Linked DNA regions of Bos taurus: region 2 is linked to region 1. The links are chromatin contacts, called in public Hi-C maps. All regions are on one chromosome and are shown on one strand. Each heading gives the region's core, a stretch centred on a gene start, on an enhancer-like site or on the middle of the called end of the contact. The rest is flanking DNA. Distances are from core to core; before and after follow the strand shown. Region 1 has its middle 110 kb from the start of SPRING1. Region 2 holds the start of MED13L (mediator complex subunit 13L).

Region 1 (5,935 bases), core at 1,337-3,836:
TCTCTGCCTTCGTCTTCATCTGGCCTTCCTCCTGTGTGTCTGTCCTCACATGGCAGTTGTCTTATAAGGGCACCAGTCATGCTAGACTAGGGGCCCACCCTACTCCACTATGATCTAATTTTAACTGATTACAGTTGTTCTACTTCCAAATAAGGAAACGGCTCCAAGTCTGTGAGTCTTCAACATATCTTTGAGGGGAGGGGAGAAGGGACACAACTTAACACATCACAGTCCCTAAGCATATGCATGTGTAAATAGTTTTTCCATTTCATTTCAAAAGACTGCTCTTCTCCTGATTATACTTCAAGACACGTGGATCTCATTGCAGTTCCTTCATTTGCAGTTGTGGTGTCTGAGGCCCAGAGAGAGATAGTCACCAGCTCAAGATCACAAAGCAGATTAGAGGCAGGGCTAAAACGAAAATCTAGGTCACCTCTCCCCCTGAGGAGAGAGTCGGTGAACCCTACATGTCCTTGACAGAAGCTGCTCTCGGTATAAGAGTTTCCGACTGACCAGGGAACAAGACAGCATTCCTCAGTTCATCAGCTCGTCCACCTGCCCATCCGCCCACCCGCCATTCCACTACTCTATCTCCCAATATGCAGAGAAAGTTGCCTGATGGAGCAGTTATGGCCGTGGGTCTTATTTCTGAATGTTGCCAAGTGTGTTGTCTGGAACTCTAGGTTGTGACAGAAACCACAGTAGGCTGTTTGAAGCCATAAGAGGGATTTATTGGCTCACGTATCAGAGGAGGCAGGGCTGGATCCAGGAGCCCAAACAACGCCCCCTCCCTCTCTCCTCCTCTGGGTCTTGCTTCCCTTGTGTTGGCATCATCCTCAGACACACTTGCTCTGTGGTGGGAAGCCTGGGTTCTGGCCACTCCAGGCCCATTAGAATTAGAAAGAGTCTTCCCTTTCCCCAGGTTCCTACCAAGGTTTCAAGGAAGGTTTGCTGCCCACACCCCAGAACTCATTCCTCCAGCCAGAAGTATTTGGTTCTCTGCTTGGCCAGACCTGGAGCAGATGAGTGAGGTCAGGTCTGCCTGAACCACGTGGCTGACAATGGAAGAGCACTTATTATTCTCCCTAAAGGTGCTGGTCAGGTGGAACAGTGGCGAGTTATCTCTGCTGCCCCTCACCAGCTCTTCAGCAGATGCACCATTACTTTCAGGGGTGCTCAGGCGGACACTGAGAGGCTCTGGGCAGCCCCATCGTCACTGCTGTGGGCCAGTTTGAATCACAGACGATTTGGTCTCCTCTGTGTTTCTCTAGACTCCTTTCACTCTAACAGGTGTTTACTTTTTTATCCCCCACCCATAACCAGACTGTAAACTCCTTGGAGGTCCCTGGCATATTCCCTTCCACAGACCAGCAGGTAGCACAGCAGGCATAGAGTAGGCTCTCAGTTAAGTGCGCATTGAATGGGGAATCCCATAGGGCCACGGATGTCCTAGGTACTCCATAAACTCTTGCCAAGTGAATGAGTGAATGATTGAATGAATGATGGATTGATGGATACGTGGGTGGATGGATACATGGATGGATAGACACACGGATAGGTAGGTGGATAGAAGAATAGACGGGTGGATGGATGAATAGATGGATCAATTGGTTGGTGCATTGATGAATGGGTGGATGCATGAATGGATGAATGGATAGGTGAACAAGCTGATGTATGGATGCAGGGATGTGGGGGAGAGTCAACAGATACTATCAGGATCATCACTCCATCACAGCCTCCGCTGCAAAGAGCATCTCCTATCAAGGACAACAAAGTCCTTGATTCTCTCATTGGCTGCCTGATTTCTGTAACACAACCTGCCTACTTTCACTTATAAGACAGGATGTCAGTACTCATTTCCCTAGTGAATTTTGTTTGGATTCTACTATTGATCATTCACGGACAGTGATGAACCATGCTGCAGAGGACAAGGACCCAGCTGTCTGCTCAAAAAGGGAAGGAAATGGTTGAGAAGTAGGAACTGTGTGCCCTGCTCTCTCTTCCTGCAGACAGACTTTATCCACACAGTGGCGGAGACGGCTGGGGTAACCCTCAAGTCACATCTTTCTGACTCTGTGGAGCAGCAGCTCTCTTACCTTGGTTTGTACAAACCAGGAGAAGGACCCAAGCATCTGGGTGCTTGGGGCATCCTATGGGTGGTATGCTCTAGACACAGCCCTCCCAACCCCTACATGACTTTCCTAAATGTGCTGCCCTTAAAGATTCAGCCTGCCTCCACTTCAGATGGGAGTCAGTCCCAACAGGGAGGGCGTTGCACTCCACCCTGTGGAGCTCTGGCTTCCCTACTCCCCTTGATGTTGCCCTCATGCCTCCTGGGAAAGGGGCCAACTCAGCAGTCTGTCTCAGAGGGAAACCCCCTTGGGAAACAGCCCAGAGGGCCCACCTGCACGGGCGGGCAGCAGAGCTGCTGGTAGCTGGGCAGCCCCCTGGAGTCCGGCTTGCCAGTCAGAGAGCACTGACCATCAGACACAGCAGACCTGCCCTCTCCCTTAGGTGTCAGCTCTTGTGAGGCTCAGTGAGATAGTTTGCTGGATGCTGAGCAGAAAGGCTATTTCCTGCTGCCTCTGCCGCGCTCTCTGCAGGGTGCTGTACAAGAGCAGTGTGCATTCAGCTCTTCCTACGTGCCAAGCTCCCTCCTACCTTCGTGAGACAGCTATTAATATCCCCACTTTACGAAAGAGAAAATGGGCTCGGAGAGATGCTTGGACTCACTCGTGTTCATGCACGAGCCAAGACTCAGTCTGGGGCTCCCTGCAAGTTCACAGCTACCTCTGTGGACTGATACAGCCAGGGCTTCACTGCTGGTCCATTCTGGAGTTGAATCAATATAAACCTCACTTAGCTATTTATCTTTTGTATCAGCAATTCATGAACTCATAGTCTGTGAGGGAGAAAAGTTGCCCACGGAAACAAAGACTGATGCTAAAAACTGGAAATGAGTCAGTGTTAGCACTTGTGAGCCCTTTCTGTTTTGGCTGCTGAAACTGAGTAACAAGCATGGGCCCCTGGGAGAAGTGAGGTAAGGATCTCTAAGTGCTCCCAGTACCTAACAGCTCCTCAGTTTCCTGAGATTTCACCTGGAGACCTTTGTTTCTTAGTATCTGAAATCCTTTTTGATTTTTCGAAAGACTTTAATTACAATGACAATACCCTTGAGAATGGTCAGTTAGGCTTTGAGCCTGTGCATCAGGTCAGAGCTTAAGCAAAGGAGCAGAGAATGTGACCTTGGTAAAGGGAATGGGAAAGGCGAATGGAAGCCGGTGTGGACCCTGAAGAGAGGACCAACTTTGCCTCCATTGTGATTTCACCCAAGGCTAGCTGAATGGGGAGACTTGTGTCTGCTATTTATTGGGGCATTACAGATTATTCCGACACTTAGACGCTTAAAGCAACGATAAACATTTTCATCTTGTGCAGTTTCTGCAGGTCAGAAACCCAAGGATGATTAGCAAAGTTGTTCTGACTCCTGATCTCTCAAGAGGGTGAGATGGAAGCTGGGACTGCTGTCTCATCTGATGGCTTGGCTGGGGCTGAAGGATCTGCTCCAAGTGACTCACTCACATGGCTGTTGGCAAGATGATGCAAGGGGTCTCAGTCCCTCCCCCAGATAGGCCTCCCCCTCGGGCTGCTTGAGCATCCTCACAACCTGGTGGCCGGCTTCCCTCAGAGCAAATGAGCTGAGAGAGGGAGAGAGACAGAGAAGAAAGAGGAGGCTGCGATATCCTTTATGATCTTGGCTTAGCAATCACCTCCTCCATTTCTGCATATCCTACTGGCTCCACTCTTCAGTGAGGGAGAGTCCCACACAAAGGTAAGAAAACAAGGTGGTGAGGTTATTGGGGACCATCTTGGACAGCGACCTGTGGCTCCTGCAGTCATCATCTTTCAGTTCAGTTCAGTCACTCAGTCATGTCCAGCTCTTTGCAACCCCATGGACCACAGCACTCCAGGCTTCCCTGTCCATCACCAACTCCCAGAGTTCACCCAACTCATGTCCACTGAGTCGGTGATGCCATTCAACCATCTCATCCTCTGTCAGGAGGGTCCTTTGTCATGAGGCAGGAGAAGGGTCCTCCGGCCTTCAATCTTTCCAAGCATCAGGGTCTTTTCAGATGAGTCAGTTCTTCGCATCAGGTGGCCAAAGTATTGGAGTTTCAGCTTCAACATCAGTCCTTCCAATGAACACTCAGAACTGATCTCCTTTAGGATGGACTGGTTGGATCTCCTTGAAGTCCAAGGGACTCTCAAGAGTCTTCTCCAACACCACAGTTCAAAAGCATCAATTCTTTGGTGCTCAGCTTTCTTCACAGTCCAACTCTCACATCCATACGTGACTACTGGAAAAATCATAGCCTTGACTAGACGGACCTTTGTTGGCAAAGTAACGTCTCTGCTTTTTAATATGCTGTCTAGGTTGGTCATAACTTTCCTTCCAAGGAGTAAGCGTCTTTTAATATCATCATCTTTAACAAGTGACAATACAGAAGCATGAAGAGCATAACTGAACACAGCCTGGATGTTTTTGCGAGGCAGGGATCACGTCTGATCGCTCACTCTGACATTCCCGGAAGCGTCCACAACGGTATCCAGAGTTTACTGGCTGTTCAGTTCGCACTCACTGAATGAGACGTGTGAATAAATTCATGCTCAAGAAAGTAAAGTGGTTCTTGAAACTCAGTCCATTTTATTTGCTCTCCCGTTAGATGTCTTTAGGGAGCAGGGATCGAGGAAGAGGCTTTTATGTTGCGAGATGTCTCATTATCATCGACTTTTTGTGCACTCTCCTGTCACGGCCTATCGTTCAGTGAATCCTCTGTTTCTTTAAGACTGTAGTCTCCTGGTGTGTTGTTGAAGGGTAGGGGTTTGAAGAAACCCCACAGGAAGAAACCCTCCCCTTCTCTGGATAATAAAAGGGTCACTTTAATTGAAATAGAGTTATAACTGGTTGCCAGATTTAAGCATAGGGCCTCTCAATATGTCAGAACCTTAGAGCAGAGAGATTATATATATGGGCGGCATATATATAAGTGTATGTATAATTTATGCAATATTTCTCCAATTCACGCTCTTTACTTAAGCTATCCATTAAAGCCCATCACATTAATTTAATTGAAAAATTCTAGGGGAATTGTATTAGCTTTTTTCCCATTAAATTAACATTACAGCCTTTAAATAGATGTCCTGGATGCCTATTGTTGCTAACAAAATTATTATGCAAATTGAAATCTGGTCTTTCTGGATTCGGCCACCAGCTTCTCACCCTCCTCCTCTTTCCGTGACCCCGTTAATTTAATTGCCCTTTCCCCGCAAGTTCCCAGGCCACAGAAGTGGGACAGGAACCCTGGCCTAAGCAGAGGTTTCTGGGTGGGGCTGCAAAGCTGGGTCCAGGCTCAGCAGAGCAGTGTAGAGTTTTAGACTCTGGTCTTCAAGGCCCTTAAGAAAACCCTCTTATCTCAGGAAAGACAAAAAGGGTGGGTGGTCTCCCCCGACCCCTCTGTGGCCAATTTTGTGCTTAGTATTAAAGAGGAGTTTATGTGAGTCCGACAGGCTGGGTTTGAAATTGGATTCTGCCCCTTAGAGAGTCTGAGATTTGGGGCAAATTTTCTAATCTCTGTAAAACCAAGACAACCACCCTTCCCTCAAGGGAAGCTGAAGGAGGACGTGAAATAATGGACAGTGCCTGCCTGGAGTAGGTGCCCCTAAAAGGTTGCTGTTATCATTTATCACTCATTCATTCATTCATTCAGGAAGTTGTTCTGGAGCCCACTGGGCTGGGTGCAGGGGAAGCAGCAAGAAGTGGACAACCCGGGTCTCTGATCTCCTGTAGCTTGTGGTGGTGTGGAGGTGGGGAATAAACAGGTAGATAATATGGTTGTGCATAGAGGTAGGTGTTATTGCCATTATTAGCAAATAA
Region 2 (5,935 bases), core at 2,081-4,580, 250 kb after region 1:
TGATTCCAAAATTTGATTTCAATTTTATCTATTGATTTGTGTTGTTTAAAACTTACTGTATTGAATAGGTAATATACACATTTGGCTAAAAAAATGCAAAACAGTGAAAAGTGATTTTTCTCCCTATTCTCTCTATCCCCAGAGAAAACTGATATTACCATTATCTCTGGTGCAACCTTCCAGGGATATCTCAATTAATAATCTCTTTTTGAGATTATTCTGTATAAGTATACATAGTGCTAACTCATTATTTTTAACAGCTGCATGGAATTAAATTATACTGTTCACTACTCCCCAAATGATGGACATGGAAGTTGCTTTCTACAAAGAGGCTTTAGTTCACATCCTTGCTCTATAGGTCTTTACACATCTGTGCAGAATTGCTAGGTCAAACGGAAGGTGCATTATAAATTTTGCTCTTTTCCAAATTGACACCCAAAGCTGCAGTGCTAATTTATATTCCCACTGACAGCGTGTACGAGTTCTGCTTCCCTTCACAGTTGCCTAAGCTTTTAAAATATTGTCAATACTTATTATAGCTTTAATTTCTGTTTTTCTTATGATGAGTGTCTCAGTCCGCTTGTTGGGCCGCTCCAACAAATTACCATAGACTGACTTGCTTAAACAAATAAAAGAGAAATTTATTTGTCACAGTTCTGGAGGTTGGTAAGTCTAAGATCAAGGTGCTAGCCAATTTGGTTTCTTGTAAGAATGCTTTTCTTGGTTTTTGTCTTCACAGGGCAGAGCCAGTTGAGGTGGGGGAGGGCAAAGTAGGCAGGGAGAGAAAGAGAAAGAAGGAGGGAGGGAGAGCGTTTGAAGGCTGGAAGTCTTTGCTGTCTCTTCTTACAAGGGCACTACTGCAATCATGAGGGCCACACCCTTGTAAACTAATTACCTGCCAAAAGCTCTATCTCCACATACCATCACACTGGGGATGAAAGTTTCAGCAGATTAATTCTAGGGAAACACAAACACTCTGTCCATTGCAACAAGTGAGGTTGAACATCTTTTTATATATTTAAGAGCAATATGTCTTTCCTACTCTGTAAACTGTCCATGTCCTTTTATCATTTTTCAATTAGGTTGCTTTGGGAGACTTAAAAAAAAACAACTTACTGAAGAATGAGAATTTGTTGACCAGTTATGTAAGATGAAAGCCTCCTGGCATAGAAACACACCTGGATATGATAGACCATCACTCTGATTGCTCAGACCCAAGTAACATCATGCATGTTGAAAAAGTGCTCTTTTCCCCCCATTTGCATCAATACATCTTAATAGAAATGCATGAAATTGCTCTGAAGTCAGCGGGTCAGCAACTGGGATCTCTTTCTGACAGACTGGGACATGAGGCTCAGAGAGTTAAACTGTTGTGACAAGGTAATACAACCATAGGTGCCAGAGTCATCTATAGGCACTTGTTGACACAACCTTCTGGACTCAGGCTTGGGCTCTGAAGCCAGATACACCTGGGCTTGAGCCGCTCACTAACGGGAGAGCTTGGAGGTGTCACTGCACTTCTGAGCTTTGACTTACAGTCTAAGGATAATAACAGTATCTTAATGCGGTTGTTCTGAGGACTATGTGAAATAATGTAGGTACATTCGTTATACCGTAGTGTCAGTCATGATAATACACATTATAACATGCTACTCCTGAGTTTTGCTTTAGCAGTAATTTGTGGTAATTCCAAAGCTCAATTCATATATCTAATACTGTTCTCCTTTTATCACATTGCTTCTTTCTTGTTTTCCATTCGTCCCTGTTTTAATCCAATCCACCTGGCTTTTCCACGTTTGCGGGCTTGTTAATGAAGAAGTTATCTCCTTCCCACCTTCGCGGGGAGCATGAGCTCTGAGGTCTGATAGAGAGCCTCCTCATACTGTTATTTCTCTGGACTCCCACGCTGTTATGCTTGGGAAATGTTGGTTATTGACTGAATGGAGCCAGGCGGGAAAGTCTGCCCCAAATCCACCCCAGAAGTGTCTGGTAGTTTAAAAAACACATATATTTATATCCTGGCACAAAGCAAGAGGTCAGAAAGCATTTCTGCAATGCATGCATGCATGCACACAGCGCCTACGAGTAAGGGCTTAAAAGGCATTTCTGGATTCAGTGCATAGTGCATGGTACACAATAAGCACTTCCTGGGCTAGGCTTTAAAATCTTAATGCAAGAGCTTCGCTTCGCTGTGTGCCTGAGCGCAGGGGTTCGAATCCCACCCCCTCCTCTTTCCAGCTGAGCGACCTCGGGTAAGTGTCTTAAGCTCTTTGTGCTTCAGTTTTCTCATCTGCAAAACGCGGACCACGGAGTGACACCTCAAGGAGACACTCCGAAGCACTTGGATCTGCTGTCTGGCCCATGGCGGGCCTCTGCCACCCAGTCGGCCGGGGCGAGCGAGGGCACAGGCAAGGGGCCCCGAGCCCTCCACAGCTACGGCCACGGGCGTTCCCGGGGCTCGCGGTCGCGCCCGGCAAAGATTCGTGCACCCGAGGGGGCGGGGCGCGGGGCGGCCGGCGCGGCGGCTGACTGCCCGCCCGCCTCGGAGCCGCGCCGCCCGCACTTCTTTCTCTCCCTCTCTGTCTCCGTCTCCCTCCCTCTCTCCGCCGGAGAATCCAGCCGCACTCGGCTCAGCAGCGCCACCAGCGAACAGCCGCGGCCGCCGCTCCGGCCCCTCCCCCGCCCCCTCCATTTCCCCCCCCGAGCAGCCGGCGCCCGTCACGTGACAAGGCTCCAGCCAATGGCGGGCCGAGCCGCGGTCGGCGGCCGCCATTGCTGTCAGAGCGAGCGAGCCCGGGGAGGGAGGAGAAGCGAGGCTGACTGGGGAGGAGGGGGGGGTGGGGGAGGAAGAGGAAGGAGGGGACGTCGCTCGGCTGCCGGGGTCGCCCGCTGGCTTCGTCCGCACCCCCCCCTTCGCGAGTTCGCGCTCCGCGGCGGCGGCGGCTCCGAAGCGGCGGCGGCGACTCCAGGGCTCGCCTCCCCTCACGCGCCGGCGGGGGCTGAGGGGGAGTCGGTGGCTGGAGATAAACAAGGCGGCGGCAGCAGCGGCGGCGGCGGCTGAGGAACAGGGAAGGCGGAGGCGGCGGCCGGCCCGCAGCGCCGGCCCGGGAGGCAGCGGGGGCCCTGAGAGGCGGGGAGGGCGCCGGGCCGCGCGGACAGCGCCCCCCGCCGCCGCGGGAGCAGCCGCCGCCGCCGCCCGAGCAGGAAGGAGCCGCGCGGCCGCCGCGGACCCCCCCGCCGGCCCGGGCCCGCCGCCCCCGGCGCGGCGTCGCCGCGGCGCCTCCCGCCCGCCCGCCGGCCCTCGCGTCCTCCCCCGGCGGCGGCGGCGGCCGGGCCGCCCCACGCTCCCCGGCGAGGCGCCGCCGCCCGGCCCGGCCTCGCCTCGGACGCCTCGCTCCGACATGCCCCGCTCTGGCGGCCGGGCTCGCGGAGGATCATGACTGCGGCAGCGAACTGGGTGGCGAACGGGGCGAGCCTGGAGGATTGTCACTCCAACCTCTTCTCGCTGGTGAGTAGCCGGGCTGCGGGGAGGGGGCTGTGCCGTGGGGTGGGGGGGGTCGACCTCCGCCGCCGACCAACTTTCTCCTCCCGCCGCCGGGACTTCGCCCCTCCCTCGCCTCTCCCCGCCGTTCTCTCTTGCCGATTCTCCCCCTTTTGGATCGTCTCTCCCTCGCCTTGGATCCCATCCAGTGTTTATTTGGCTCTTTAAAAATCATTTGTGAGCGCGGCGCTCGGCGTGGAATTTGCATGTGGAAGTCTCAAAGCTGCGGATTCTGGGTCGCACTTCGAACGCCCACCCTCTGTTGCAGTCGCACTCCCCTTCCCCTCCCTTTCCCCCTCTTTTCCCCTCCTAAATGTGGAAGGCTTTTGCCTTGTGTTGCCCGCGCCTGCGATAAGCAGCTTTTTTCCCCCTTGTGTCGGATCGGCTGCCCGCCCGCCCGCCTTTTAAATTTTTTAAAAAATTCCATAATGACACCTGCAATTTCGCCCGAAAACAGTTGATTGAATGCGATTGTGTCAGTAAAGGACTCTTGCACCCGAAGCTCCGGCGATTGTAAACATCGACAGCCGCCTGCCTCTCGGGGCTTACTACGCTGGAGAGCCTTAAAGCCATTGCACCGAGCCGACGGAAGGTGGAGAAAGCTTTTTTTTCTTTCTCTCCTCCTGTGTCTTTTAAAAACTGTTTTCTCTCTGCTCACAACGAATCCACACACACACACACACAAAGCAACAAGCTGGGCGGTTTGATAACATCGCTTTTATCTGCCTTCGCCTCTCTCGCGCTCTCTCTCTAATAATTGACAACTTTTCCTTTGGATTTGAATCGCCTGCCTTAATCTTAAAGCAGTTAGGGTGTCAATTGTTCTCCTGGAAGCCTGGCATTCGACGACGGCGTCTAGATTCATCGAAATTAAAAATGTATAGGGTTCCAGCAACTCTTTCCTGGCGGTGGCAGTGACATTTGGTGGTAAATGCCATCTTTGCTTTTTTTTATTGGGTCGTATTACCTAGCTCTGAAAACATTCACGTTGTTAAACCTGGCGTTTAGACTAATAATTGCAGTGCGTGGTCTTTAAATATGTGCTTTGTGCATGAGTAACTGTATGTATAGCTATGTGCCCGGGAGACTACGAATTTGTTTAAATATTGAGCAAAGATTTGTAAACAGATGTAAGGCAATTATGTTTCAAGCGTGGAATATAATTGGAAAATTGGCTGAACGGTTTGTTTAATTTAGACTTTAAAAAACCTAACTTTGTTTAAGTGGTGTACCCTTTTTGGGGGACTGCCTTTAGAGAAGATGCATTTTGGAAATTGTTTTCCATAACATCTCCTGTACATAGAGCTTTATTTCCTCTTAATCTTTGTTTACACTGGATACATAATTTAGTGTTCAAATTGTAATTAGTTACATTTAATTATGGGTAGCATAGATGCTTTTTTTTTTTTCCCTTAGAGACTAGTGGAGAAATACAAATTCTTGCCAACTTTTCAAATGGAAGCTTTATTAAATATATTTCATTATACAGATTAAAAAAAATGAAGACAAGCTATTTTTACCTTCTGAGACCGAGTGACATAGTATCTGTGCTTTTACTGTAGTAATGGCAGGTCAGTTTTTTTCCTCCCCACATTTTTTTTGGATATTTAATCTTAAAATTCAGTTACAAGTTGTGATTCTCCCTTTCAGTCCTGTGATAACTTCCCCTTGCTTTTTTTCTTCTCTCAGTCTCTCATTTAGTATCACTCAGATTCTCAGGGACTTCCATAGGTTAGCAGACATTGACTAAGGGGTATTTAAATGGTTTTTGTTTGGTGACTGGTGACCGCATTGACACTTTATCAGGAAATTAAAATGACCAAATAGATCAGTGTTAGTGAGGAGAGATTCCCCCAAATTACCATATATCATGCTGACTGATAATGTCTTGTATATATGTGGCTATTTTGTATACAGTACCTTTCATGTAGGAATGAAAATACATGTGTAGCCAGTCTTTAGTATATATCATTTCTTTTTTTATCCCTTTTTTTTTAAAGCTTAAGTAAGAATTATAATGTTTCTAAAGATGTTTAAATGTTTTGGAGAAACTATTTGTAGGAGAGTGTACAATTTGTAGGAGAGAAACAATTTGTATACTTCTGTGCTTTCTGACTTTCTAAAGGTTTGTGCTTAAACCAGGAATTGATTTTTGAGTATACTTTTTTTTAAACAGAATTATTCTTTAGGTAGCAACTTTGAAATGCAGAAATGCTTTTTTTTTTTTTTTTTTGAAAGACGGTGGAATGTCTGTATTCTCTTATAGATGGAGGTTGGATAGCTGGCTATTAAAAAATTACAAATCCGTTAAGGAGCTGCTGATACTGTAAATTTTTCTTGCTCCAAATTGAGCATTTTCTTGAAAATCAGATACAGCAGCAACCTGGAATTTCA

The links. Hi-C and Micro-C count contacts between places; a contact is called where the count stands out from the background.
Region 2: a Hi-C map of an unstated tissue shows a contact between it and region 1, with 2.8 times the contacts expected there. The contact joins the promoter of MED13L here to the enhancer-like site in region 1. A contact is called at or near these places in 2 of 11 Hi-C or Micro-C datasets (liver and an unstated tissue).

The regions. Positions count from the first base shown.
Region 1 is chr17:58,357,360-58,363,294 of ARS-UCD2.0, forward strand. It overlaps a transcript of SPRING1 not described here. Among named protein-coding and RNA genes, the nearest start is that of SPRING1, 110 kb to the left of the region's middle. Within about 2 kb of position 2,587, at least 10 of the 102 cell types and tissues checked have an H3K27ac peak or open chromatin away from gene starts, as enhancers often do.
Region 2 is chr17:58,607,698-58,613,632 of ARS-UCD2.0, forward strand. It overlaps MED13L (mediator complex subunit 13L), which reads left to right and starts at 3,331. Exons shown (of 31, transcript NM_001369918.1): 1 at 3,331-3,508. The coding sequence starts at 3,437.